Regions from separate parts of the Mus musculus genome. Here regions 2, 3, 4 and 5 are each linked to region 1. Evidence: chromatin contacts called from public HiCAR-type, HiChIP or PLAC-seq, capture Hi-C and promoter capture Hi-C data. All regions are on one chromosome and are shown on one strand. Each heading gives the region's core, a stretch centred on a gene start, on an enhancer-like site or on the middle of the called end of the contact. The rest is flanking DNA. Distances are from core to core; before and after follow the strand shown. Region 1 holds the start of C2cd4c (C2 calcium-dependent domain containing 4C). Region 2 holds the start of Ilvbl (ilvB (bacterial acetolactate synthase)-like). Region 3 holds the start of Pwp2 (PWP2 periodic tryptophan protein homolog (yeast)). Region 4 holds the start of Cstb (cystatin B). Region 5 holds the start of Agpat3 (1-acylglycerol-3-phosphate O-acyltransferase 3).

Evidence for each region. Promoter capture Hi-C pulls out the DNA fragments that hold promoters and counts their contacts. HiCAR-type assays count read pairs that join an accessible place to other places. HiChIP or PLAC-seq counts read pairs in DNA pulled down with a chosen protein or histone mark. Capture Hi-C pulls out chosen DNA fragments and counts their contacts.
Region 2: an H3K27ac HiChIP or PLAC-seq map of extraembryonic endoderm stem cells shows a contact between it and region 1, with 8 times the contacts expected there. The contact joins the promoter of Ilvbl here to the promoter of C2cd4c in region 1. A contact is called at or near these places in 4 of 39 promoter capture datasets (embryonic stem cells, hippocampal neurons and stem cell-derived epiblast-like cells) and 8 of 115 datasets of contacts at active chromatin or transcription factors (astrocytes, embryonic forebrain, embryonic stem cells and 2 more).
Region 3: a contact with region 1 is called in a HiCAR-type map of astrocytes, with 4 times the contacts expected there. The contact joins the promoter of Pwp2 here to the promoter of C2cd4c in region 1. A contact is called at or near these places in 1 of 39 promoter capture datasets (hippocampal neurons) and 2 of 115 datasets of contacts at active chromatin or transcription factors (astrocytes and embryonic stem cells).
Region 4: a capture Hi-C map of embryonic stem cells shows a contact between it and region 1, with 4 times the contacts expected there. The contact joins the promoter of Cstb here to the promoter of C2cd4c in region 1. A contact is called at or near these places in 2 of 39 promoter capture datasets (hippocampal neurons and neural stem cells), 5 of 115 datasets of contacts at active chromatin or transcription factors (embryonic hindbrain, embryonic stem cells, fetal liver and 2 more) and 1 of 9 other capture datasets (embryonic stem cells).
Region 5: a contact with region 1 is called in a promoter capture Hi-C map of hippocampal neurons, with 4 times the contacts expected there. The contact joins the promoter of Agpat3 here to the promoter of C2cd4c in region 1. A contact is called at or near these places in 2 of 39 promoter capture datasets (cranial neural crest and hippocampal neurons).

What each region holds. Positions count from the first base shown.
Region 1 is chr10:79,610,810-79,616,110 of GRCm38.p6, forward strand. C2cd4c (C2 calcium-dependent domain containing 4C) reads right to left here and starts at 3,209. Exons shown (of 2, transcript NM_198614.3): 1 at 2,948-3,209; 2 at 1-2,529. The coding sequence starts at 2,502. The coding sequence ends at 1,243.
Region 2 is chr10:78,572,859-78,578,729 of GRCm38.p6, forward strand. Ilvbl (ilvB (bacterial acetolactate synthase)-like) reads left to right here and starts at 2,133. Exons shown (of 15, transcript NM_001359302.1): 1 at 2,133-2,373; 2 at 3,724-3,925; 3 at 4,042-4,169; 4 at 4,253-4,391; 5 at 4,484-4,595. The coding sequence starts at 2,239.
Region 3 is chr10:78,180,838-78,186,838 of GRCm38.p6, forward strand. Pwp2 (PWP2 periodic tryptophan protein homolog (yeast)) reads right to left here and starts at 4,312. Exons shown (of 21, transcript NM_029546.2): 1 at 4,234-4,312; 2 at 3,221-3,333; 3 at 2,109-2,203; 4 at 1,786-1,885; 5 at 1,549-1,692; 6 at 674-809; 7 at 212-441. The coding sequence starts at 4,251. Trappc10 (trafficking protein particle complex 10) reads right to left here. Exons shown (of 23, transcript NM_001081055.2): 23 at 4,585-6,001.
Region 4 is chr10:78,423,492-78,428,908 of GRCm38.p6, forward strand. It overlaps Cstb (cystatin B), which reads left to right and starts at 2,179. Exons shown (of 3, transcript NM_007793.3): 1 at 2,179-2,366; 2 at 3,436-3,537; 3 at 3,820-4,131. The coding sequence starts at 2,301. The coding sequence ends at 3,948.
Region 5 is chr10:78,350,304-78,355,889 of GRCm38.p6, forward strand. Agpat3 (1-acylglycerol-3-phosphate O-acyltransferase 3) reads right to left here and starts at 1,397. Exons shown (of 10, transcript NM_053014.3): 1 at 1,324-1,397. Gm40709 (a long non-coding RNA gene) reads left to right here and starts at 2,180. Exons shown (of 3, transcript XR_871856.3): 1 at 2,180-2,624; 2 at 2,861-3,304; 3 at 5,163-5,337.

The DNA.
Region 1 (5,301 bases), core at 1,959-4,458:
CAGAGATATCAAACAGTGCAGGGTATAAAAAACAGGGCCCCACAGAGCATAGAAGATGGGAGACAGAAAAAAGCAAGAGACCCCTGGGGCCCTCTGTCCACCACTCCAACTGACCAGCCCAGGTCCTGGATGTACCCTAGTCCCAGAGACAATGGGGACCAGGCACAGGGGTTGGGTAGGGGTTCAACTCCTAGGTGCTTGGCTCACCTCAAAGGTCCAAGCAATCAATCTCAAAACCCTTTTCTAGAGGGACAAGGGCTTTGGGAGTTTAAGGAAACAGCAAAAGACAAAGGAATGCTGGACCCTCCCTTATCTGCCATTATCCAACAGGCGGTCCATTCTGTTCTGAGTCTTAGAGTTTGTGCAAAACACAGCAGCCATTCAGGGACCCATGTATCCCACCCCATGAGGATTTCCTGTGCAGGAAAGACACACACATAAACAACCTAGAACCCTGCCCCCCAACACAAGTGCGTGCACACGGGCACACATACACACACACACACACACACACATACACACAGCCCACCCACCACAGCTATAGCCTATTTACATTCTGGAGCAAAGGGCGACTTGCCAAGGGCACCCTGGGAAAGTGGTTTGTAGCTTGCAAGATGAGGATAGAGCCACAGACTTGAGGCAGAAGCTCCTGGGTTACAGGTGGCTCTGGTTGATCAGCAGGAGTGGAGGGAAGCCTGTGCCAAAGAGCCATCAGCCAAGAGTCACCGCCTCCTTCGGCTCTCTGTGCACTCTGGCTTTCTTGATTCCCGCAGCCAAGCCCTCCTGTAGCTCTAGATGGCACATCAGCGCCAGAACTTGGGAGGTTAGGCCTACCTGGAGCCAGCCTGGCCAGGGAGGATGACTTCCCACAGACTGGGGGAAGTCTCAAAGAAGTTATCGGAGCATCTGAGCAACCGGGCCGTGCGGGAAAAACACCCGCGTGCAGCCAAGCGGGGGGGGGGGGGGGGGGCGGGGGGCGGGGGACAAGTTCCACACTCAGGAAACTCTGTTCTGGGTCCCAGCTGCCTTAGGTACCAGGATCCTGGGACTGCTACGAACCCCACAACTCTATGTGGATGGGCCAAGGTGGAGGGGGAAGGGGTTCCAGTCAGCAATATTTGCCCCAGCAGCCCATCTCCTAAGCGCACTCCACTAAGAGACCCAGGGAAAGCGGGGCAAGAGGCCCCGCCCACCCTCACCCGGCTCAGCTGAGCTAAGTATAGAAGGGAGGAACCAATGACCTCACAGAAAGGGCAACAGGGAGGTCAGTGGCAATTCCTCCTCCCCCAGGAGTGTGTCCCGCTTGAGGCTGCTACCCTTATTGACCACCTTGATCCTGAGGGCCAGCTTACGCACACTGGCTGGCCCCAGGCCATCAAAGAAGAAGTCCTCGTTGAAGATGGGGTGGCGGCTGTTTTTGATGATGGTGCTCCGCTGCTTCTGCAGCTTCCCGGGCACCAGGCACAGCCCCACGCAGCAATTGATGCTCCGGGCATCACAGGGCCGGTCATACAGGCCCTCGGCCGCCAGCAGGCGCACACGCAGGCGGGCCTGAGCAGCCTCGTACTCGGCCAGCAGCCTCACGCTGCCCCTGGTGCCCATCTTCACTGTGTGCTCTCCACGTGGTGCCTGGCCAGACTCCGGGCCTGGCTCCGGGGTAGCCCTGCGGGACAAGCGGCGACGGACACCTGGGCTGGTGTCTGGTGTGCTATCATCCGCAGACAGGGAGCCATGGCGACCTACCGACTGTTTCAGCTGGCTCACTTTGGCCTGGCTGTCCTGGGCGAAGCCCTTGAGCAGCGATACAGAGCGAGACAGCAGAGGGGACCCGAAGGGGGACGACTCAGCAGAGGACCCTGTGTCACTTTCCCCGCCACTGAAGTAGCGGCTAGGGCTCATCAGGGCCCCCCCAACCTCCCGGGATCCCCCATCACCTCCATTGCCCTTGGCCCCTGCTCGCCGGCGGCCAGCACCAGGGGATCCGACCTGGGCCAGGGCCCCGTGCTCACTGTGGAAAAGGGACTCCTTGCGCCTGGTGTGGGGGCTCTCGGCCAGTGTGGCAAAGCCATAGGATGTCTGAGCCTTGGGCACAGAGGGCAATGACATGGCACCCTGCGCCTGGGGGTCAGCGTTGGTGGCTTCCTCGGCTGTCCAGTCCTCCGCACTCTCTATCTGAATCACATGTCGTGTGGCTGCCTTCAGCAGGCTCCTGCTCTCTGAGGCCAACTTGGCCGGCAGCCGGGGACTGCGAGGTGCTCGACGGGGCCCAGGTGAAGCCAGGTTTTGCTCTGAGGTGGAGGGGCCCAGGTCCGCCTGTCCCTCAGCCTCTGTGGGGCCAGAGGGCAGCTTGGGCGGGATGAAGAAGTCGGGGATCTTGTCCGGAGTCAGCACGTTGCTATACAAGGGACCCTTGGAAGACTTGTCCCCAGCCTCACCGCGGCTGGCTCCGTTCTCCCCAGACCCCCGAAGTCGTTCCAAGAACCACATGTTGGTTTTTCTCATGAGGGCGACAGGCAAGAGACCAGGAGTCTGAGGAAAGAAATAGGAGTCAGAAGTGACACTTGTGCTCAAATGTCACCTGTCAGGGCTGTCAAAGGGTCGGACTTGTGTTAAGGGGTCACCTTAGGGTTATCAAGAAGTTGGCATTTATGCCCAGCTGTCAACTGACTGTCAGGGATGTCAGGGGGTGGTACTGTACATGGGAGTCATCCGCCAGGGCCCCATGGGCTTGACACCTGGTTCAGGGGTCACCACCTGTTAGGGTTGAAGCCAGCGTAGTGTAGGATCACGCTGAGCACTTGGGGCGCCCTGAGCAGGGTCAGTCTCCCACGCGAGCTGGGCCCGGCCTGTATCCTGCGCACCCACCCACCACCACCTCAGGGGATCGGGGTCCCCCCAGGGAACCACAGGCCTGAGCATCCCGGCCCCGCCCCCAGCTGCCACCCACCTGTGGCTTCACTCAGCTGCTGCGCTGTGCGTTGGGGGAGGCGGCGACAGCCCTGGGCCCGGTGCAGCGAACTGACCGCGCCCCCGACTCCCTGTGCGCCGGGTATGGGTAGCGCGGAGCGCGCTGGGCTCACCTGCCCCACGGGCTGCGGCGACTCCGGAACGCGGAGCTAGGCTACAGCCCGGCGCAGCTGCGAGCGAGGCGGTAGCGCAGTGGCCAGCTCTCCTCTCGGCGCGGGAAACCGCCCACCAAGCCGTATTCCTCCGATTGCGGCCGCGCGCCCGCGTCCTCGCAATCCGCGAGGGGCGGGGCCTCCCGAACTGGCGGGGAATCGGGGGCAGGGCTCCTAATATAAATAGGGCGGGTCTGCATGCGGAGCTGGGCCTAGGAGACAGTCTCCTGGTTCAAGCTGAGGAGGGGGGAGGCGGAGCTACTGGTAAATAGGGTGGAGCCTGAAGAAGGGGCGGAGCTGGCAGGAGTGTCTGGACTACATTGTTCCAGCCAGGGGCAGGGTTGGTAGCACTGAACCACCTGCCTGGTACAGGGTGGATGGGGCATTGCCTCCTGGTACAGAGAAAGAGTTCTGTGAGGGGTGAGGGGTGATACCAACTTGTATAGCCTGTGGTCCTGGGCAAGACCCAGACTACTGATCTAAGCCTCCTGATGCTAGACTGAATGGAATACATAGAGTCTGGAAGGGGAGCTGAGGGGCGGGGCTTGTGTCACTGAATCCAGCTGAGTCTAGCTGTACCACTTCTAGTCCCAGCCTCTCCTCTCAGCTCTGGGGAACACAACAGATCCCTTCACTAGCCAGCTGGTCTTCAACCAATAATAATAACTCTAATGATTGGAATTGGGAACTGAGTCCCAATCAGCCTCTACATGACCTTCTCCATCTCTGGTTCCCATGGCCACCCAGCAGGGAGTCAGTCATCCTCAGCGTTTGTAGATGAGGTGACAATTTCACTCTAGGAGAACAACCCACCCAGAGAAAGGCCTGGTCACTGTTGGCTGGGTTTCCACAGCTCAGCATCAGGTACTTGGTGTAATACACCTTCCATGGGCCTACATTTATCTGGTACCCATCTATGGCCAAATGACCCAGATGCTGGGAACAGTCTGATGGCTATCCTAGTGACCAATGAAACAGGTAGCCATGGAACAACACACCGGCGAATGACAATATAGGTGTGTGGCTCTCCATGACAAAGCTATAACAGTCCTGGAGTGGTGACACACACCTTTAATTCCAGCATTTGGAGGGGGAGGGGAGCAGAGGCAGGCAGATCTCTATGTGAGTCTAGCCAGGTCTACATAGCAAGTTCCAGGACAGCCAAGGTTACATAGTGAGACTGTCTCAAACCAAACAAAAACAAAACAAACAAAAATCTTGTAACAGGAAATCTAGAGGGCAATGGAAGAAACTGCCATCCATCAGCCATGGCAAAAGAGACCTAGCAGGGTAAGGCCAGGCTCAACCTAAGGTTAGCTACAGGATCACAGCCCCCAGGAACCAGGTGCCTTGGGCTTGCTCTACTGGCGCTTCAATCCTGTGGCTGACCATACTTCCCTCTGTGTGATGGCAGGTAAGTCTCCCAACCTCTGAGCCTCTATAGGTGAGCAAGCATCTTAGCCAAGGGTGTCCTGACTCACCCCAGAGCCTGGCTCCCATAACTCAAGCAGCAAAGGACCCCAAAGGCTGGCTCCCATACCTGAGCACAACTGCTGGCTCCTGCACTGATGTACCTGGAAGCTTAGAAATGAAGGCCCTCTGGCAGTGGTGGCGCACACCTTTAATCCCAGCACTTGGGAGGCAGAGGCAGGCAGATTTCTGAGTTCGAGGCCAGCCTGGTCTACAGAGTGAGTTCCAGGACAGCCAGGGCTACACAGAGAAAACCCTGTCTCAAAAAAAAGAAAGAAAGAGAGAGAGAGAGAGAAAGGAAGGAAGGAAGGAAGGAAGGAAGGAAGGAAGGAAGGAAGGAAGAGAGAGAGAGAGAGAGAGAGAGAGAGAGAGAGAGAGAGAGAGAGAGAAAGAAAGAAAGAAAGAAAGAAAGAAAGAAAGAAAGAAAGAAAGAAAGAAAGAAAGAAAGAAAAGAAAGAGAGGAAATGAAGGCCCATGGGGAAAGGTATCTGGAAGTGGGTCCCCAAACCCACCCTCTTGGCCCCTGTAGACCCCACCCTGCGGCGAGGAAGCCTGGCCCTTCTAGCTGGCAGATGGCAAACAGGAGGAGCCTCAGTCAACAAAGCCGTCTGCCGCTTTCTGAGCTAAGCAGAGTCATTGGCAGAGGCAGACGTGGCCAAACCCCTCCTATCCAGGACTTGGGCTCAGCTCTTGTTGCAGAGAGATCCAAGAA
Region 2 (5,871 bases), core at 883-3,382, 1.0 Mb before region 1:
CTCTGTTACTGAGGATAGAATCCAGGACCTTATAAATAAGAAGTAAGGGCTTCGCCACTAACTACATCACCAGCCCAAATACTATCTTTTTATTGGCCCTGGAAATGTAATTGAACCTAAAAGCCCCTTTCAGGAAGTATGTGGTTGATCCTTTTAATTAAGGGCTCTCACTAATAGGGCCGGGGAGGAGTGGCTCCCTGTACTGCTCCTAGAAAGAGAATGGAGTTAGGAGACAGAAGGGAGTAGGGCCAATTTGGAGATAGATGGAGTAATCCAAAACAATTCTTTTCTTAATTTTTATTTATTCACGTTACATCGAGGTTGAAGCCCTGCCCCTAGTCCCACCCTCACAAGTCCCCCCCCCCCCCATCCCCTCCTCTCCTCCTTAGAGAAGGGGAAGCTTCCCTTGGGTACCAGCCCAGCCTGGGACATCAAGTCATTATAGGACTAAGCATGGTCTCTCCCACAGAATCCCGACTAGGCAGACCAGCTGGGGGAAGGGGATCCAATGGCAGGCAGAGTCAGAGACAGCCAGCCCCTGCTCCAATTGTTAGGAGACTCACAAGAAGACCAAGCTGCACATCTGCTATAAATGGGTAGAGAATCTAGGTCCAGCCCCTGCACTCTCCCAAAACAACTCTTATGGAATGGCAGGGAAAAGCCTACCTTGTTTGATTCAAGACGAAATTGGAGGCATGCTCACAGCCAGTAAGCATAAATAATTCATACGGTAGTTTGGCTAAAAATAGTTGAGTAGGTTTTTGTGGGTACCCATGGCTTTGCCTGTGCTAGGCAAATGTTCCATCACAGAACTTAATCAGAGACCATAGTTGCTGAGAAGGGATGGCTGAACGATCAGCTTTAAACAGGGCATTTATACCATGGCTTGCAAAGGTCAGGGAACACCAAGGAAGAGGAAGTGGAAAGAATATAAGAGCCAAAAGATGGGGAGAAAGGCTGTGGAATGCTATCTTGTGGACATGACACAGCTGAAGCGATTGTGATTTTTGGTTGGTCTCTATGCACTCCTGCTTGTCCTGGAACTCACTATGGAGAAGAGCCTGGTCTTGAACTCGGAATGGTGGGAATAAAAGCACATACTATTACACTGGTTTACATTGTTAAATATCCATTGTTCAGGCTTCAACAAATAGCTCAAAACTCTTGGTTACACAGATGGTCCTGATTAAAAGCCAGTCAAAGAAAAAGACATAAATTGGAGAAAGGGATTTGTAAGACAGATCGGAGTTTGTAAAAGGTCCCCAGATGCTGGAAACCTGGAAAATGACTGAACCGGCCTGGCACCAAACACTAGGGAGTTCTCTAAACATCCTGCAAAGCCTCACAGTGGTCCAGGAAGGGGAGGGGCTTGCATATGTTGCGGTCGGGAATGCGGGTTCTGGGGAGCTCGGGTGGGGGGTGTGTCACAGTCCACGCCCGTGGAACGTGCCGCGAGATGGTTCTCGCGGGTGTGGAAGGCGCGGTGTAATGTTAGCCAATTAGAGGCGAGAGAGAGAAGCGACCAATGATAAACGTCTCTTTCGGATAGCTTTTTCAGCGAGACTCCAGTTTGGCGCACGCGCGTCTCGTTGAACTACGGGGCGCTGCAGAGCCAAGTGGGCAAAAGGGGCACCACTCCACACTCCCCAGTCACGTGACCCAGAAGCGGCAGAGTTCCACTGCAGTCAGGGACCTTTCCTATAGGCAAAGGTCATAGGGCCTTGTTTGGGGATGGGTGGAAGGGAGTTCTATGTAGTGGAGCTGAAGGCGCATCCTATTGAAAAGTGACCTCGGCTGAAGGCCAAAGGTCAAGAGTCTGGTGTGTGTGGGGAGGGTGGGGGAGCGTACCCTAGGCTGCGCGATCCGATGGGGGTGTGGCCTTACGACTCAATGATGTAAGCGCGAGGCGGGCTCTCCGCTGAGCCCCAGTCCAGCGTTGAGGAGGGTGGGTTCTGCATGGGCTCGTTAACAGATAGGTAAGTAGGAATTTCAACCTTGTTTCGGTGCTACTGCGATCGCCTTGACCTGCTGTGGCCTACTTTTAGTTTGAAGGTGGTGACGTCAGGGGGCGGACTTAGCCTCACTGGGGCGTGGCTTTAAGTCCAGTCTAGATGCGTCTGTGGGCGTGGCCTGGCAGGTCGGGGAGGTGTGGCCCAGGTCCGGCGGACGATCCTGCTTCCGGATTAGATTATAGTACTAAGATTCTGGCTCTGTGCTTTCTTACTTAGGTTCTGCCTCATGGAAACTTCTGCGGCCGCTGCATCTGCGGGAGGCTTCTTCCCCTCCTTCCTGCTCCTGGCGTTTGGGACGCTGGTGGCTGCCGTGCTGGGCGTCGCTCACAGACTGGGGCTCTTCTATCAGCTGATGCACAAGGTGCTTAGGGTAGAAGGAGGGCTAGGGGTAGGAGGAAGGCACTAAAGGTGTTTCTCCAGCTCATCCACTGTGCAGGTGTGGAAAGCGAGTCCCAGCTAGTCTAGAAGTGGCTGGTTGGGAGATTCTTTACAGAGCTCTGTCCCTTTGCCAAACTGTATATGGGCCTGGACTTTGTAACTAGTACGAGATAATGGGGAAATTGTCGTTGTCTGGACAGCACACATTCTCCGCCTACCTCCATACCCAGGGGCCTGAGTCATTTTAACAGAGCAGGCCTTTTAAACATAGTGAGATTGGTGGGCTGAAGGTAGGCAGGGGAGGGAATGGGCTCTGATAGTAAGCCCTTCTGAGGAACTGTCTTAGCATATTTCGTACCATCTTCACCAAAGTAAGTGCTATAATTTCTGTCCTTGTGCCCACAAGAGGCAAATGATCTACAGAGAAGTTTAGTATTTTCTCTAGATGACAGATTTGGGAAAAGCTGACCCCACAAGTCATACTTATAAACCACTTGTTCCATTCTGAGAAATTCTTGCCCTTACCCAGTCCCTTTTCTTCTAGACAGGGACAGTGCCACTGACCTTGAAGTATGTAGGGATCGTGAAGCTACTGAGGCTTGGATGCTCAGGGTAGTCTGTGCCAGGAGTCACTTCCGTGCTAGGCATATGGCTGCTGGCAGCATGTCAGCTGGACCTGTGCCTCACTAGCAGAGGGAGGCAATAGGCTGGATGGAGTTAGCACTCCAAGTGCCAGGCCCTGCAGGGATACTAGGAAGCAGGCACACATCTAAGCCAGGGGCCTTCTGCCTCTTGCCAGGCTCTCCTGGATTCTCTGTAGATTTAACCTCTATCTCCTTTCTTCTCAACTGGCCCAGTATCTCTGGAGCAGGCATTATAATCTCCAGAGCCACTTAAGAACATAGGCTTTATCTCAGTCTGCTACTTGGTAGGCTGGGGAGAGATGGTCACAAATTCAAGCCCTGCCTAAGCTACATAAGGAGTTCAAAGCCTCGTGAGACCTTGTCCTAGTAAAAGCTGATGATATAGCTCAGTGGTTAGAGTGCTTGTCTAACACTATCTATGCCCAGGGTTCAATCCTCAGTACAGTTTCAAAAAGAACATTTCTTCTGTTGGAGTCTATCACTTGGGCAAGTCTTGGCATTTTTAGCTGTAGGACAAAGAGAACAATAAATTTGCTAAGTCAGTGTACCCTTCTCTGAATTGGATTTAAAGTGGTATGTCTCTAACCAGAATCTAAGTTCGTCTGTCTTCTGACCTTACCCCTGCCTGTTCTTGTACCTGCTCCTGGGCTGGCCTCTGACTGTCTTGTTCCTCATCTCCTTTGACCCAGGTGGACAAGACAAGCATCCGGCATGGTGGAGAGAGTGTCGCAGCTGTGCTCCGAGCCCATGGTGTACGCTTTGTCTTCACATTGGTCGGTGGGCACATTTCCCCACTGCTGGTGGCCTGTGAGAAGCTGGGTATCCGAGTGGTAGACACACGCCACGAGGTCACTGCTGTCTTTGCTGCTGATGCTGTGGCCCGCCTGACTGGTAAGGACCAGGGACTAGCAGGACAGTGACATGGCCCCTGTGAATGAGAGGCAGGGGGTTTGGGGTAGGACGATGTTTGGGAGGATGGCATGGTTGTCACCAGCTCTTTCTTTCAGGGACAGTGGGTGTGGCAGCAGTGACAGCCGGTCCTGGCCTCACCAACACTGTGACTGCAGTGAAGAATGCACAAGTGGCACAGTCCCCAGTCCTGCTTTTGGGTGGAGCTGCCAGCACCCTGCTGCAGGTGCCTAGTCCTTAAGGGTAGGTGGGGTCCCCAAGACGGCTTCTCAAGCTTATCTGATAACTGTCCCTTGCCTTCTCTGCCAGAAACGGGGCGCACTTCAGGCCATTGATCAGATGTCTCTGTTCAGGCCACTCTGCAAGTTTTGTGCTTCTGTGCGAAGGGTACGGGACATTGTACCTACCCTGAGGACTGCAATAGCTGCTGCCCAGTCAGGCACCCCAGGTAGGTGGAGGAGGGAGCTGGACAGTAATCAAGCCCTGAAGCTTGGGGGTTGCTGCAACAGGTGCCATAGACTGAACCTCCCTACCCTGCAGGTCCAGTGTTTGTGGAGCTGCCTCTTGATGTACTATATCCTTACTTCATGGTTGAGAAGGAGATGATACCAACCAAGTTGCCCAATAGCCTCATGGGCCGTGTGGTTGTCTGGTGAGTCCTGCTATCCCCACTATAGCTTTCTTCCTTCTTTTGCCTCTTTTGTGGTCGTCTTCCTAAATGTATCCCTCTTTCTTTGTCTCATTCACTGAGTTCACATGGGCTTGGAGGAGCCAGCTCTAGGGAAAGTTTTCCTGGGAAAGTAACTCATGTGCAAAGGTCCTGAGGCAGGAGGGAACTTGGTAGGTCCAGCAAAGCAAGGCATGGCCCTTATGATCAGAAAGAGGAGATGGGCAGGCATAGAGCTTGAGAGATTTCCCTGTCTTCCTTTTCCTTCTTCTTTTCCTCCATCTCTGCCACCTAGTTATCTCTAGCTTCTCCCTTTCCTTTTTCTTGCCCCTTCCCTCTCAAATATTTAGTGGCCAGATCTATGTGCTAGATAGCAGAATAGGCAGGAGGTGACATCAGTGGACAAGATATTCAGGTTCTTATGCTCTGGTGTGCAAGAATTGTTTTGAGTGCCAGATCAAGCAAAGGGATTTTGTTTTGTGGCCTTGCCCAAAAAATTCCGGCCCAGATTCTGTGTAGCCCAGACTGTTCTGGAACTTGAAAATTCTCTTTCAGCCTCTCAAATGTTGGAATCACAGACAGGTGCCCCAGGTCTAGTCTTGTTAAGACTCCCTGATCTCCTGGTCTTTCTGTCCTCTTCTCTCCTTGTCCTCTCTCTCAGTGTCACTTGGAAGACTGGCTCTTTCCCTGACTCTCCTTTACATATTTTTAATTTTAATGGTTTTATGAGAGAGGAGGTAGCTTTGTACCCGTGCTGGCTCAGTATTAGTGTGAGTCCTCTTGTCTCAGTATCCCTGGTGCCGGATTCTCTCTCCTTTTTAAACCACAGTTCCCCCACCCCCTCCTTTTTTTCTTGGCCTCATTAACTCCCTATAGTCATGCCTTTAACAGACAAAACAGGTGTTGGCTCTGAGCTCTGACTGCTTCCTGTGTGTCTGTCTTTAGTGAGATTGAGTGTTCCTTGAGGGCAAGGCCTGGGCAGGATTTCTTTTTGTGTCACAGGGTCTAAGAAACTCAAGGCCTGAGGCCTAGTGTGTAGGGAGACAGGAGGCACTGCAAGATCCGAATGGGTAACATTAACAACCACAGCCTGCATTTTGTAAAGTGTTTCTCTCCTTCCCTTGCAATGGTGGTGGAGATGGAACCTGAGGCTTCATATGTACTAGACCGGGCCTTTGCCGCTGAGCCACACTCCCAGACCACAATGTGCCTTATAACCTAAGACGGTAGATATGGGAACATCCCCATTTTACAGAGGAGG
Region 3 (6,001 bases), core at 3,062-5,561, 1.4 Mb before region 1:
CATCCAAAGCCAGGTGTCTTCAAAACAGAGTTGACCGAGGGCAATGTTCCTTTGACCACAGCCCCACTACACTGCCACAGCCACCCCACAAGTCCCCCCATATCCCTCCAATGGAAACCCAGTGGGTGTCATGTCCCCAGGGCCAAGGCCAGAGCCGGGCACATAACAAGCACCAAATAAGTGAAGAAACCAGAAAAGCTGTAAGACCTACTTGGCCAGTCGGGAGTATTTCACTTTCCCGACCCTCTCCTGCTCCGCTGGTGTGGTCTTCCCTCGGATGGTGGTTTCTCGATCCCCCTCCTCCTCATCCTCCTCCTCTTCTTCCTTCTCCCTCTGAAGTATGTCTGCCTTCCAGCCCCTGGGTGCCTTAAGCCGCAGGCCCTCAGGGGGTGTGTCACACTGCCACACACACAGGGCTCCATCTTGACTGAGCGAGTATAGCTGCAAGGGAAGCAGATAGACTGGAAACAGGTCACTCGCCCAATGCCCAGGCCCTTAGATCAAGGTGCCCCTCAAGCTTGGTGTTTGGATTCTGGCTCTACTAAGTCCCACCCCTCTCTCCCCTTCCACCGAGGCAGGGGCCAGGGCTAGTCCGCTAGTCCTGAAAGAACCCCTAGGCTAGCCTCACGAAGGCTCAGACAGCCGGGCAGGGAAGTACAGGTAAGGGACGTACATCTAGGCTGTTGGACTCGAAGAAGCAGGCCACAATGGCATCCTTGTGTCCACTCAGTGCATAGTAGATGAGGTTGTCCCAGCGCTCAGCTCCAAACACCCAGGTGGACATGTCTTTGCTTCCAACCACAAAGCACCTGGAATAGAGACACCTGCTTAGGGCACATGATGGGGCCGCTACCCTTGTGGCCACTCACGGCTTCCCTCTGGAGGGACGTCAAGAGACCACTGATGCCCTGTAAGGGACTTAGAGGACAACTCGAGCCTATGCCTGTGAGTCTTTCTGGGTATGGCATCTAATTCCTTCTACCCTGGATGCAACCTGAGATTCTAGGGCTTTCTCTTAACCACACAGTCAGGTGCATGGGACGGGCTTGCTGCTGTCAAAGGCACCGTGCAATGGCAGGGCACTGACATTATGGGTTTGGCTCTGTGCTTGCTGGACGCCTGGCCAGGGTACAGGAATGAGGGAGGTCCTCTGACTACCACCAACCTCTCCCCATGAGACAGGGTTCAGATCCCAAGACAAGCCAGAAACAAACAGATGCCTCCAGGGTAAGGACAGTTAGATGGTGAGTCAGGCCCAAGACAGGCCTCAGCAGCAGCAGCAGCTCTGGATAACATAGCTGGCCTGTGTGTTCCTGAGTGGAAATTCTTATTTCTATTAAGATCTGCATCCCATTAGGAAGTTTCCAGTGGTAAACGGGAGAAGGAAAACACTACAGACCTTACTTAAGAGCAGAGCTCAGTCCTGCCATTAGAGGCTGGACCAAACTACAATGGGCTCATGGCGCACTTAAAAACTCAGCCACAACTTATGGAAGAAGACCGCATTCTCCAGGGACAGACGGCCAAGGGTGCCCTCCCCAGTCTCACTTGGAGTCATCTGTCCAGTCGATGCATGTGGTCTCATCATAGGGCCCGAAATAGGTTTTGTCCAGAACAAACGCATTGAACTCTCGCTTCTTTCCGGGGGCGTGGTACATTTGCGCAATGTTGCCCTTTGTGACAACGAATTTTCTGCAGGAGAAACGGGGTCACATGTGATACTGGGGACCAACAAATAGCTGGCCAGAGACCGGTGGGTGCCCTGCATTCGACAGATGCTCTTACCTGCCATCGGGAGAGAAGGAGACGCTGTGCACGGAGCCCTTGAAGTGGAAGTGGTGGAGCACCGACCTGCACACCAAGCTGACCAGCAGAGCAGCACCCCCTGCAAGAGGCCAGAGTGACACTGTGGCCTCCCAACCCCAGACACAGCCACCGAACCCCAGACACAGCCACCGGACCCCAGATGCAGCTTGCCTGTCCACCCTAGGACGTGGGTTGCTGGAACCTGTGCTATGAAGCTGAACTTGACCCTAGGCGATGCCCTTGCTTCACAGCCCAGAGGGTGCAGGGCCACCCCAGTGCCTGCCCACACCAACATTGATTACCTTCATCAACGATGATTGCGAGGCGACCATCTGGGGACAGCCCCACGCACTTGATGTTGTATTTGGTGGCCAGAGGCAATGTGTTGGATCTGTTGCTAAGAAACACAAAAAACCCAGCCCACAGTTGGTTTCGGACACTCGGATAGGGAGGGCAGGGCCAGAGATGGACTAGCAGCTGGTTCTCCTGCTGTAGGGCCCCTTAGGCTACAGCTCGTTCCTTGCCCTCCTGGGTCGTCTTGGTATTGACCTTTTCGAGTTAAGGGTAGCACACTTGCAAAGGCTGTATGTTCTTAAATTCAGAAGTGGATAGAAGGAGAAGAAAGCAGGGTTTGACTGAGCTGGAGGCACCATTATAGGTGTCGCAATTAGAACCTAGTTTGTTTGTTTTGTTTTTTTTGGTCTGAGTCTTCTTTAACAAACAGGTTCTCATTACTTCTGAGACCCTGAGATGTTATTTAAAGAGACAGTGACACAGAAGACCTGACTAGACCCAGTAATCCATCGACAGCAGGCACAGTAGGTTATACTGCTGGCCCAGCCTACAGTGTCTGGTAACGGAGGTCTAGGACTAGCCAGCTAACTGAAGCTAATGGGAGCACAGTGGCCAGAAGAACTGGAGGGTCTTGCCCAGGCTAGAGGGGATCAGCCTACAGACGTTCAGACAGTCAAGTGCTGAGTCATTCCTAGTCAGAAAAGGAGCCACAGCACATTTGTTGGGACAAGCAAAGCTAAGCCTAATCTCAGCAGGGAAGGTGGGAACCATCAGGGCTGTTGAGCAAGGACCCAAGACAGCCTGAACTCTCCAAACCACCTGTCCTGGGGCCCTTAGAGCCGCCCCTCCCCCCACAGTAAGTGCTCACCTTTTGAGATAACCTTCCTATCTGCCACCACCCCTACTTGCTAGCCAACAGCCAAAAGGCACATGACTTTTCCTTTCCCTTTAAGAGTAATGCTGGTGTTCTAGATACTAGAATGAAAAACGAGGACCTCAGCAGGCAACTCTACCATGACCTGTGTCCTCCTAAATCCAGTAGTCCTGCAAGCCACAAAGAGGATGGCTAGCCTTCACACGGAGGATAACGTCCCTGCTAACATTGTCTCCCCATACTTACTTCTTAAGGTCAAACACAGTGACTCTATTTCCCACGGGGCTGATAACAGAATTTCCATCATGTGTGAAATTTAAGTTTCCACACCGATAAACCGTACCCAACAAATTCGAGAACTGCAAAGGAAATGAATCAGTTTTAACACAGAGAACACAGCGTCAGCTCTCTGAAATGGTGATGAGAGGCATCTGGGCATAGGTAGTAAAGTACCTGACCATAGGTGTGTCCTGCCCCTGGGCAGAGGAGGAACCCAACTTAATTCTCAGGAGCCCAGGGTTCCCTTGAATGGTACTATACTCCCAAGACAGGAAGCATTTGCCAGGCACAGAAGGGCACAGGATCTCCATTCTAAGAGAAGCTGCTTCAGTGAACAGGGCTGCAGGAGATGCTCACCACGCCCACCGTGCTAAGTATCAGTGCCCCGGTGTATCCATTCAGTTATCAAAGGCAAGCATCTCCATCCAGCAGACACAGCTGGGTGTAGAGACCCGAGCCTTGTGTTCTATGTCCACATAGAAACGGCACATAGGCAATTGGACAGATGTCCAAACACTGCAAAGCCCAGCAGAGCAGTAGGGTAGTTGCTTACTGGGATTGCCTGGGCTAACTAAGGCAGGAGTCGATCTGGGGTGTAGGTGGGCAGCTATGCAACGAGATAACACCAGGCAGAGCTAGGCTCCTAAGAGGTATGATCAGCAGAGGAGCGCTGTCGAGACTGCTCCAAGAACTGGCGGCCCTGTAGAGAGCTGGGTGTTGCTTGAAGTTTGTTGTTAAGAGCCTTTCAGCAGCTATTGCTGTGTTGTCTGGCAAGAGGAGTTTGGACAGGGCTGGGTACAGCCCGAGACCTGTTGGGTAGGAGCCCGGAGCTCCTGGTATAAACCAGGAGCAATAGATTGCGATGGGTCGACCCACTAGTGCTTCCCACAGGCAGCCGAGATGACAACGACCTCGGTCTCTCCCGCGTCCTCGGAACCTTCCATCGCCCTCCCGTTGCCCCTGCCCGGCCCGCCGCTCACCCGGTAAGCGAATTTCATCCTGGAACCACACGTGGGGTACCGTACTGCAACCACTTCCGGAATACAAACAATCTCCGGCGCTTAAAACGCGCACTTCCGGGGCGGAGCCGCAACCCTAGTGTCCTGGGAAGCCCCGCCCGTCCCTCCCTCACCCCCACTCCCGCCACCACCCTGCCTCTACGCAGGCGCTGCGTAGCGGTGAACTAGCTGAGACCGCTAGGACGGTGGAGAATGGAGCTAAGTTCTAGGTCTCCATGCAGAGCCCAGTCCGGAGCTGAGAAAGCGAGCAAATCGTCACACACTCGCCTGTAACCGTGCAAAACAAAAACAAAAACCCAAGTTCAAACGGAGTTTCTTCTTAAAACGTGTATTTTTAGAATTTTAATGCTTACACTTTAAACGATCTTAGTACAGCGGCCTTACTCTGACATTATGTTACAGAACACTGTGAAAATGGAACCAACGCCTGCAGTGTCAAGGTGCGGCCGTCACCTTTCCTAGACCCCATCCCAGAGAACAAGAGCTGCCAACTCTCTTACAGAGAAAGGTGTCTTCATGAGAAATAACAGAACTACCAACATTTTAGATCTCCCCTTTGTTTTATTCTTAATATATATAATTAGAAAACCGTAGAGAACTCAGAAATATGAAACTCAGGGGGTGGGCGGTGAACTCAAGAGCCAGACTCCACTCTAAAGGACTACACACGGATGCGGGAGGCTAGCAGTGCCGGGTGGAAGCTTTTCTGCCAGGATCAAGTCTCAAAGACCTCCCCACACATGGACTTGACATCTGCAGGCCAACTGTCAAAGGTTTACCGAAAACAGAGTTCAGAGGGCTGTAGACATTCAGTAAGTACCAAGTTCTAATTTGCATACCCAGCTCCCCAAGTTTATTAGTTTTAAACTGCACATAAAATAGGTTTTCAGAGGGTTTTAAATAAATGTTTGTTTTTTTTTTGTTTTTTTTTTTTTTAAGGTTTATGTGAGTACACTGCCACTGTCTTCAGACACACTAGAAGAGGGCATCAGATCCCATTACATATGGTTATGAGCCACCATGTGGTTGCTGGGATTTGAACTCAGGACCTCTGGTAGAGCAGCCAATGCTCTTAACCACTGAGCCATCTCTCCAGCCCCAGTGTTTATTTTCTTTAAGCATTCCTCCAATTCCTGCAAATGAAAACCACTTGGTGGTGGTGTGTTGTGGGCGTCGTACTATCCTTTATTTACTGGCTGAGTTAAAAGCAAATACCCTGGGGCTGGAGAGATGGCTTAGCAGTTAAGAGCACTGAGTACTCTTCTGAAGGTCCTGAGTTCAAATCCCAGCAACCACATGGTGGCTCACAACCATCCGTAATGGGATCTGATGCCCTCTTCTGGAGTGTCTGAAGACAGCGACAGTGTACTTACATATAATAAATAAACAAATCTTAAAAAAAAAAAAAAGCAAATACACTGAATACTGAAAGTGTTGGCTTGGTTCTCCTGGTTCTCTCTGTGCCCCTGACTCTGGGCCCAAACATGGTCCCCAGGGGGCAGCGACTCCTGAAGAGGGCTCCCTCCTCTCCCAGCTTTCTACCTCAGGTCCCACTCACAGACACCACGCCAATAAGCCCAGAGCACTCTATCTCCTATATACAAAAATACATCACTTTGGAGGACTGAGAACGTTTAATACATACAGCATCTATTTACAATCTATGACTTCCACACCAGTAAAAACAAACACACATTTATTTTGTCCTTGATTTTTGGTGCAACTTATA
Region 4 (5,417 bases), core at 929-3,428, 1.2 Mb before region 1:
TGTTGGCTGCAGCATTCCTCTCTCTCCTGGGCTGGCTCCACTCCCTGTTAGCAGCTTTCCTCAACAGCTATCCCTCGGCTCTGGTATCTCCAATATCTTGGTTTCTCCAAGGCAATCCAGGCTTCATAGCTTCACGTGATGGCCTCTATAGGCCTCCACCCATGACAATACCTGGCCTCAGCAGCTTCCCTTGACCTCAGAGGGAGATTCCATAACCCCTGTCTTCTATCCTTGCCTCTAAAGCCAGAACCATGTGACCGAAGCTGCCAAGTTCTGCTGCTTGCTGAGGCTGGGAACTGACCCCCTGCTTTCCTTCACTGCCTGAGCTTGGTTGTCCTGAAACTTGATCTGAAGACAAAACTGGCTTCACACAACTGCTGGGATTAAAGGCATGCACCGCCACACCTGGCTCTAAACTTTCTTTTAATTCCTTTTCACAGGCTGAAAGCTTAGCTGGGCAGACTCTTGCCCTGAAGTCACCATTCCCTTTATGTAAACATTTGGCTTTTCTGTTACCTGTTTAACTCCTTAAAAAACAGGATTTAGCTCCTTTCCACTTCCTGGTGCCCCCTTTTCTGTACATTTTGTATTTTTTACTTCCTCAGCTTGCTCCTTTTCATTATAGATCTTCATAAGAGTGACCACTAACAACCACACAAGAGAGTCGATACTGGGCCATTTTGAAATTTCCTCTGCCAGCTCAACTAATCCCAAAGACTTAAATTTAGCCTCACGAAGACTTTTTAGACAAGAGCAAAAAAGCAACCACGTTCTTAGCCAAAGCTCGAGAACAGTCTGTAGGCCACATACAAATAGTTTTGTCCTCTGAAACCTCTTGAACCAGACCCCCAAAGCTCACATCACCTTCATCACCACTGTCTTCCATATTCCTACTACTATGGCCCTATGAACTATTAAGTGATCAATTGCTTTTCTAACCCAAAATCCACATTCCTCCAAACAAAAGCATGGCCAGGCCTAATCCCAGCAATACTCCAGTGTCTGGTACTAACTTCTGTTTTAGTTTGGGTTGACTGCCACCACCACAAGTCTCCATGTATGTCTGGGCACCACTTGCATCCCTAGTGCCCATTGAGGCCAGGGGGTGGAGAAATAGGATCCCATGGAACTGGAGTTGTGAGCTAGTATGTGGGAGCTGAGAATTGAACTCAGGTCCTCTGGAAGAGCAGCCAGTTTTCTTAACTGCTGAGCCATCTCTCCAGCCCCTCACTTGGCTCTTTGACTGGGTTCCAAATATCAAATTCAGGCTGTCGCACTTCCGTGGCAAGCCCCTTACCATGAGCTACCTCTGCACCCCCAAATTATTTTTTTTAAGCCAAGGTCTCACTGCATAGTCAGGTTAGCTTAGCCTCTCAAGTGCCAGGATTGCAGGTGTATACCATCATGTCCTGCTATCCAACTGTGACAGTTTTGCAAACGGAAACTCGGGTTTGAAGGTCACTCAAGTAAGAGCACTGACAGAGGGCATATCCGGGGTCCTCATGGTTCCCAGCCTGTGTTGGGTGTGTGAGAATAGAGTCTCACCCAGAATAGACCACCTACCCAGCTCTGTGGGGCTGGGGCTGGGATCCCCAAGCCCCGCCTACCGCCTGACAAGGCCATGTCATTCAAAAAGAATGGAATTCCCAGATAAGCTCTTATTTCATGGGGTTATCCGGACCCAAAAACTAAGTCCACGTTGGGGAGGGGAGGAAAGGATGGGGCCAGGGGTCAAGGAACAGGGATCTGAGACTTCTAGGTCCTCAATCATCTATTTCTGTATCCACTCTATGGAAGGAGGGATAGGGACCCATCAAGACCCCCACTTAATAGTCACAGGACAAGGGGAAATTGAGATGTCCAGGGCTGTACTTCGTGTCCACCTACTCCATGGAAAGACTAGGACCCCTTCTCACATCTCTGCATCCTGTGAGGACCCGGAAGCCCCTAAGCCGGGTCAGAGATACTCCTACAATCACTTCACGACCATTGAGGGGCAATCAGGACTCCCAGCCTCCAAACCCTTCTTAGCGTCCGTTCAGGGAAAGGACGTGAAGCACCCACCATGCCTCACCCTCCGCCCACGCCCAGCCTGGGTCTCCTGACTCTGCCTGGAACGGAGGGTGGTGACAGTAAAGAGAGCGAGCGAGAGGGTGCGGCGCCCCGCCCCGTCGCTCTGTCACGTGCTACGGGTCCGGGGGGGCGGAGCCAAGCCAGGTTTTTCTAGGGTCCAGGCACCCAGGTCTCCTAGTTGGATCTGTCTTCAGCTTCTCCGTGCTACCCCGACTACTGCTGCCAAGATGATGTGTGGCGCGCCATCTGCCACAATGCCAGCCACGGCCGAGACGCAGGAGGTCGCCGACCAGGTGAGGCTGGGCCCAGGTCAGGCCAGTCTGAGCCAGGCCTGCGGAGACCCGGCGGCCTCAGGGACCGGCCTGCCCAGACTGGTCAGGTCCTGCAGCGGGTTTCCGGGGCGGCCACAAGTGTGACTGGGAGCTGGGGGCTCTGGATCTGGTTGGAAGATTCAGGGCCGGGAACTGGGGCGAGTCTTCTGCCGCTTGCATACAAGAGGGCCACTCACCTATTAGGGAACTAGCCCCGGGATCGGTGGAGGGATCCGGTGGTCCCAGAGAATTCAGGAAGGCAGCTGTTAGAACCTAGACGGCACCTTTTTGACTTACACCCAGGCCTAAACAAGAGAAAGCCAGACTGGGCTACTGTGCTTGTCTCCTCAAAAGAAAGAGCTAGGACTGTTTAGCTCAGTGGCAGGAATTCAACTGATACCACCACCACCATCACCAACACCGCCCCTCAGGGAAAAAAAAAAGGATCAAAACCAGAAGTTGTAGAACTTGCTTGTGCCTAGTCTGAAACGAGGGGGTGGACCTTGGGCCTGGGCTGCCCTTCCTGTGACTGTTAGCAGAGCAGAGATTCAGTACAAGGTAGGGGGAGGTTCAGGGTATTAGCAAGAGAAGAAAAGTTAAACAAATCCTCTCTTCAGCTCTCCTGCCACGCCCCAAGCCCAGGACCCTGTCCACTAAGCCTAGCTGATCTTGGGAGGTGTTTGCTCTGACTGAAGTGGCCAAGAAGGAGTGAGTCAGCTCCATGAGACCCTAGAAATGAGGAAATGTTACAGACACACTGGCCAGGCAAGGGAACCTTGGCCACGTGCCACATCAGCACTCAGGAGGCAGAGACAGGCGAGTCTCTCTGAATTTGAAGCCAGCCCAGTTTGCTTAGTTCCATGCCAGCCATAGCTACATAGTGAGACCCTGTCCCCCCCCCCCCCAAAAAAAAGGAGCTGTGTTGTTCTTTATCAGTGGGGCCAACAGTTTACCATGTCCCCCGGAATGAGGAGTATTGAAGGCTGGCAGTGTGTGTGTGTGGGGGCACCTGTGCATGAATCTAAGTCCTTCCTTCTCACCCACCATCCAGGTGAAGTCCCAGCTTGAATCGAAAGAAAATCAGAAGTTTGATGTCTTTAAAGCCATATCCTTCAAGAGACAGATAGTGGCTGGCACCAACCTCTTCATCAAGGTGGGTACTGATAGTAGCTTGGCATGAACTGGGGACATAGTCTCAGAGTAGAGCAGAGTGTCCTGCAACTTCCTGCAGAGAACCCCTTAAGGGGACATGTACATGTTCTGAGAGGATGAATTTGGGGTGTTAGGGTTCCCGGCCTTAAAGGAGGAGACAAGGGTTATCACTGGCTAAGTTAGTGGCTGGTGGCCTGTTCTGGCTCAGTTTCTAAGGCTGGGTTAAGCCTGGAACTGGAACCTTACCTTTCACTCACATGTCTGTCTGTCTGTCTTCCTCCAGGTTGATGTTGGTGGAGATAAATGCGTGCACTTGAGGGTGTTTCAACCCCTCCCCCATGAAAACAAGCCTTTGACCCTGTCTTCCTATCAGACCAACAAAGAAAGGCACGATGAGCTCTCCTACTTCTGATTCGGGGCTCCTTTGCACCTGTGTTTGGGACCACGTAGTAAAACCCCCCTCGGTGATGGAGAGAAGGGAGTTGAGCAGCTTCTGTTGTGATTCTCAAACTGCGTTGTATTTTGCATCCTTCCAAATAATTATTTTCAGAAAACTGTATATGATCTCTCTAAATATATATTTTTAGAGACTATATGAATTGTGTCCTTAGTTTTAATTTTTTTCCCCTTTGTTTGAAAAATCACAGTCACACCAGGCAGTGGTGGCTCATGCCTTTAATCCCAGTACTCAGGAGGTTAAGGCCAGACTGGTCGGTCTACTGAGTGAGTTCCAGGACACCCAGGGCTACACGGAGAAACCCTGTCTCCAAACAAACAAATCACAGTTATAATGTAGCTATACCAAGAAAAGGCAAGTGATGTGTTTATTTTACTTCTACATTTATTTACGGGCGGATATGCTCATGAGCATATACGTTCATGCCGCGGTGCACATTGGAGGTCCGAGGACAACCTGCTGGAGGTGAGTCTCTCCTTCCACCATATTGCTTCCTGGGATTGAACTCAGGTCATGAGGAATGACAGCAAGTGTCTTTAGCCACTGAACCGTTCATAAACTGGTATCAGGCTCTGGTGTAATGCCCAGCATCGCAAAAACACAGTGATTCATTATTGTGGGGGCTTTTGGGGGATCTCGCTTTAGGTTTAAGAATAAAGACATGAAGACGTGGAGCTTCAGCCACAAGCTCTTTATTCATCATCCAATCTGAGCCAATCAGCAGCTAGACTACGCTCCGCCCTGTTGCCCATTGGCCAGACTGGGGATCGCGTGACTTCCACCAAGGCAGTTTGCGGTTTTTTTTCTTTTTGGGCAGGTGAGGAAGCCCGATTTACATATCCTGGCGCTGCCAACACAGCAAGTAACAATTGAGAATACAGGAACACACCTCCATAGCCAATTGATACAACACGTGTGAGGATGGGTCATCCCAACAATTCATAGCTGAAGTGACCCAGTGGGTAGAGTCCCTTCTGTGATAGACATGACCTGAGCAAGCCTGGGAAAGTCTTTCTGATCTAGGGCAGGGGAGTGACCTTGTTCGCTGAGTCATAGCACCTAGGTGGGAGAGTCAGGACCTAGCATCCACCCTTCCAACATTGCTCATCCCAGCCATGGCTATTGGTTCCCATGGCTCAGTCTCCTCAGAGCACAACCTGGACCTTTGTGTTCGTCCTGACCAGTCGGCCTTCCCGAACCTGCTTCCCTTAGGAAGGTCAGTGCTAGATGAAGAGAGGTGACATTCTTGAGTTCAGAGTCATGTTGCAAACACAGTACTGAGGTCTGCTGAACTGCAGTCACCTTCAAGGCACCTCGAGACTGTCTGCAGACAGACTTTTGAACCCTGGTGATAAGGACAGTGAGGGGTCTCCGGTGAGCTCCCAGAGCTGGGGAGTTGGTGGTGCAGTGAATAGTGGGCTCAG
Region 5 (5,586 bases), core at 147-2,646, 1.3 Mb before region 1:
GGTACCAGCTCCATCCTCTGAGAGGCTGGACCAGTTAACCAGCACCAACTTGTTAGGAGTGAGCTTGGATTAACGATGCCATTCTAACTCCTGAAACAACAATAAACTTCCATCTTTGCTCATCCCATACTATACAAAGATCTTACTATGCCCTACCTGCCTCCAAGTGGGCCAGAGACAGATGTATACAGATTTTTACTACCCTGACTGGGCTGGAGGAAATCAGAGTCCCTTTGCTCTTCATTTAAATTCTGGCTGTGGAGATTTGTGACATAATCCAGGACAAGTGGCTAGCCTTGCTCCTCAGACCCCAGTGTGTTTCAGAGTCTGTTAGCACAGAGTCGCAGCTATATGCCCCAGAAAAGAAGTAAACAACTCCTCTACTGCAGTAGATGCTCCTTTTGTAACTTCTGAAGTAGATCAGTTACTTTCTGTTCAGTTTCCCCAGTCCCCTAGAACACACAGGCACTGTCCTTCCCAGGTGCTGGGCCTGTTATCTGGGAGCAGCTTAGGGTGAGACAGAGACCTCCCTTCATTTCCAGCATCCCTCCCATCTTCCTTCCCTAGGAGACACTGTATTTAACCCACTTCCCACCAATTCCACAGGCAACTTCTAAGACCTAGACCTTCTGCCCTGCTGCTGTACAGATAAGAGCAGGTGGGGGCCACACACAAGGCCTCCAGTAGGTCCAGACTGAGTTAGGTCAGACATCCAGCTGACATCCACCTGCTGAACATAGCCATGCTGAGGAGCACATGCCACCAAGACCAAAGAGAGGCTGGCAAAGCCATTGCATGTAACTGCCTTTGGAAACAACGTAATTACAAAGCACAGAGTGTGATACTAGGAATCAATCTTATAGGCTAAATCCTAAAGTTGGAAGGAGTCCTGCTTACCTAATAAGGGGAAGGGACAGTAAGGGAGTGATCAAAGTGCACAGAGACCCCTTTGAAAGGGGCACAGTCCATTTCCCAATGTCATCGAAGCAGAAAGAGCTGCTTCCACTCAGTTCCAACAGCCACCAACCCAGCACCCCCAACCGGCACCCTGTGTCCAATCCCAGAATCCAAGATCTTGGCTCTGGACGAGTCATTCCAATCTGTCTCAAATCCAAGTAGCCTTCTCGTTTCCCAGGAAGAAGAACCCAGTCTCTTAAGTATTCTCTTAGAGAAGACTTTCCACACTGCTTTAAAAAGTTAGGTTTGAAAGGCCATTTCTAAAATCATTTCCCTGTGCCCCTAAACTTCTCTCGAAGTTAAAAAGGAAACCTGAATATATTTTCCACCCAGCTTAAGTGTTCACAATCCTCCTGTCGTAGGTACCTGGGGTCAACTGCTCCGGGGCTCCAGGCCCACCGTGGACAGGTGTTTTCCTCCAGAGGCTCTGGTTACTGAATGACCCCAGCGCCTGAGTGAAACGTGGAAATTCACAGTCGGCCTTTGGTCTCAAACGCCAAAGTCAAGAAAAAAAAAAAACAACAACAACCGAGCCCTCGCACCTTCCTCCAGGGCGTCCCACCTGCAGCCCTCCCTCCGCGTTGAGCAAGCAAAAAAGTGAAACTAGCCCACAGGGCCCCGAAATCAGGCATGGGGGGCTCCCCCAGAGCGAGGAGCCGGGAGCCGAGCAAGGTTCCCCCCGGAGAGGGGCCCCAAGGCCGCCCAGGCCCTCTCGTCGGGCCCCGCATCCCCATCTCTACCCGATCGCCCGCATCCCCAGGCCGCCGCGCACCCCGCACAGCACCGGCGGGCCGGGCAGGCCGCACAGGGGCCGGGCGGGACCCGGAGCCTCCAGGCGCCGCGCTCTCCAGGCCGCGCGCCCCGCGGAGCGCAGCCGGCCACTGCGGCGGGGCCCGGCGACCGCGGGCGGGGGACGACCTCCGGCGGCTCGGCCGGGCTCGGCGCGGCTCACCTGCACTCCACCTGCTGGTCGCGGTTCTCGCGTCGGGCGCGCGCGGCCTGGGCCCGGCCCGGCCCTGCGTCGGGGCCTCAGCGAGTGCGGCGCCCGCCGCCCCGGGCCCCCATCGCCGCCCTCCGCCTCGGCGCCGCCGCCACTTCCTGTGCGCGGCGATCCCACAGTTCCGCCGGCGCGGGACGCCAGGCGCGGGGACGCGGGGACACGCGCGGACCGACGCGCGGGGGAGGAGTCGCGGCCCGCGGCGCAGCGGCGACCGCCTCGGCCAACGGACAGCAAGCGGGGGAGGGGACGCGAGGCGCGCCCCGCGGGAGCAGCCTCCACCCTCCCTGGCCAGCGGGATGTTCCTAGACCCAGTCCGACTCCCTTTCAGCTGCCTGCGGTCCTCCGGAGTCCCACTGGGGTGTTCCTGGGCCCAGCTTGAATCCCCTCTTTTAGCCCACTGAAGTCCTTCTGGGGTACTGCGGTGTTCCTGGGCCCAGCCTGGATCCCCTTGTCCCCCTGAAGTTCTTCGGGGTGTTCCTGGGCCGTACTTGGACCCCCGATGGTTCCCTGGAGTCCTCCTGGGTTGCCTCCCCCAAGAACTGGAATATTCCTAGGCCCAGCCTGGATTTGCCTCCGTTCAGCCTCCTGAAATCATTCTGAGCCTCAGCCTAGACCCCTTCCCAGTCCCGGAGGTCCCCTTGAGACCCAGGATGTTTTGATGGCTCAGGTTAGACTCCCCTTCCTTCTGAGTCCTCCTGGGGACGCCTGGAAATTTGGGGGTTCCCCGCCAATTAATTAGACCCCATTTCCCTTATCCTCCTGGACCCCACTCCCAACACACACCCCATCCTGCCCCCAAGTAAGGATCCCATCCTGGAATCCTGTAGGATTGTCCCCAGTGCCTGGTAAGGCACCAGGATCGCTTTTCACTCCCACGTGCTGTACCCTTTGATTTATTTATAGTTGGCAACTGACTAGCAACATTGTATCCACAACCAATCCAGGAGGAAACCTCAATTAACCTAGTCCAGGGTCTTCCTAGGGTCAGCCTTGGGTCAGAAGAAGGTCAGGACCCTCTTCTCTAAGAAGCCTGTTCCGTCCATAGTGAGTCATCGGATCTGAGGACCAACAGCCACCTGAGTCTCCTTCCCTCACCAGGCAAGGGACTGATCCTAAAACAGGCCAAGAAGGACTGTGCAGGCTCAGATGCTGCATCAGGACCAGGCCATCTGCACACCACTTGAAACCTGTGTGGCCTCTTGCCTGCTCAGGCCTTGGGATCCAAGCCCTATTTTCCAAGTTCACTTGAAAACGACTTAGGCCATATACCACAGGGCGAGCTGCCTACCTGTAAAAGCTTCTGTTCTGGGCAGGATCTCCTGTTCTAGGGCAGTAACAGACAGGAAAGTATGTGCCTTCCCATAATGTCACAATTTACTGAGTAATAAATCCCCAGCTCTCTTCAACTACATAAGCTGCTGTGACCACCAGCAAACAGGTTCTTTCACTCCAACACGATCTTAATTACTAACTTTAATAACTCATCACACCACTAGACTCCTTTAACAGGTGACAGGGTGGCTACAGAAGAGTTGAAGAGGCTGCATGACTCAGCCAAGCTGTCTGGAAGGCAGAGGCTGAGCTGACAGAAAAGAGAAATGGGGAAAGTTTAAGCATGGGAAGGGAGAACAACCCCTTATCCAGAGGGGTTGATGTTTATGAGCTGAAAGCTGCATCTCAGCAGACTTTGCTATAAAGATTACCTACATTGAGCCAAGGCTCCTTCCCTCCCCCCCCACACACACACTAATTTACATCCCAATGGCAGCCCCCCTCCTCCCAGTCCTTCCTCATACAGTTCTTCCGCCCACCCCCTCCCCTTCTCTAAGAAGAGGTGGGTGCCAACCCACCCTGACATATCAAGTCACAGCAGGACTGGGCACAAAAACACATCCTCTCCCACTAAAACTGTACAAGACTCCTTTTCAAGTATTTCAAACAAAAGGGTTAAAATAACACTTAAGGCTGAAGTATAACGTTTGGGTTTAATCAAACTCCTTTCCCATCAGTGACCCCATAACTTAGTGGATTTCACAATGGAGATTATAGATTCTGTTTACAGTAAATACACAGGCAACTCCCATCTGTTCTAGCTAGCTCAGAAAGGATTTCTTGGACCCTTTTGGCCTATGTTTTGATCTTCTAAGCCTGTGATCCCACCTGGTCCTCCTCCAACATTCAGGACAAAGAGGTAGGTGAGTTTGAGGCCAGTCTGAATTTGAGGTGAGTTTGAGACCAGTCTGGACTACAGAGCAAGTTGCAGGACAGCCAAGGCTACACAGAGACAAAAACTTAGCACTAGCCACTAGGAGATGGATTATCCCCTGTCTCAAAAAGAAAAGGGGCAGGGAGGGAGAGACAGAGACAGAGTCAGGGACAGACAGAGAAAAAGAAACAAAGAGGGTTCCTTAGAAAGCTTTTAAATGTGTCAGGCACTAAGGTGGCCCAGGTCTTCAATCCCAGTACTAAAGAGGGTGAGGCAGGGGGATTGCTTCAAGTTTGAGAACAGTCTACTACAGAGTGAGGGAGAACTTATCTCAAAGAAACACTTTCAAATAATATGAGTTGGGAATACATGGCCAAAGTCATATCCGTGACTTTTTAATAACACAAGTCTCCAGGTTAGTGGCACACGCCTTTGACCCCAGCACTTGGGAGGCAGAGGCAGGAGAATCTCTTGAGTTCGAGGCCAGCTTGATCATAGAGTGAGTTCTGGGACTGCCAGGGCTACACAGAGAAACCCTTTCTTGAAAAAGGAAAAGAGAGAGAGAGAGAGAGAGAGAGAGAGAGAGAGAGAGAGAGAGAGAGAGAGAGAGAGAGATTGAGAGACTTTCAGTCTTGGCAATCAATTGGATTCAAAATGGAGAAACTCCAGTCACCTCTGAAGCAGGCACTTCAACATTTCTTCAGTATCCTGACTTTCATAATTTCCAAAGATATATAGACAGCCTACCCCTACCAAAGGAATGGGTCACAGAGAAATCTGCCAGGCTCAGAATGGACAGGAATCTCACAAACCCAATTCCTTTCTCTTTCAAAACAGGGACTCTGTTCAGACCCCAACTTTCCTATGCCTGGACTTGAATAAAAACTGGAAACAGACTGGGGCCCAGGCACCCTTACCCTAGGAAAAGCAGATTATCCTTCACAGTTATACTTTTATGTGGTCTGGCCTTTGTCTAAGCAGCTGGAAATGCCTCCGCAGGTAGAAACACTTTCTGTACATCCTGAGGACCTGAGTTCAAATCCTGGAACCCACCAACCGGAGGAAGAAGAGAAACAACTCCACAAAGCCACCCACCCTCTGACTTCTATTTACTTTACAATGATGTTAGCCCCCCCCCCATACAAAAATAATAAAAATGGTGGTTTTGGTTTGAGGTCTGGGTGGGAATTTGTAAAGAGGGTATGCCTGAAATACATGTCACTTTGAAAGCTCCTTCCAGCCACTTCCCGAACGGTTGTTTGCTTAGTGTCCTGGTTAGCTTTATGTCGACTTAATATAAGCTAGAGTCATCTAAAAAGAGCAAACCTTAATTGAGAAAATGCCTCTCTAAGATTCAGCTGTTGGCTGCCATTTTCTTAATTAGTGATCAAGTGGGGGAGGGGCCAGCCCATTGTGGGTGATG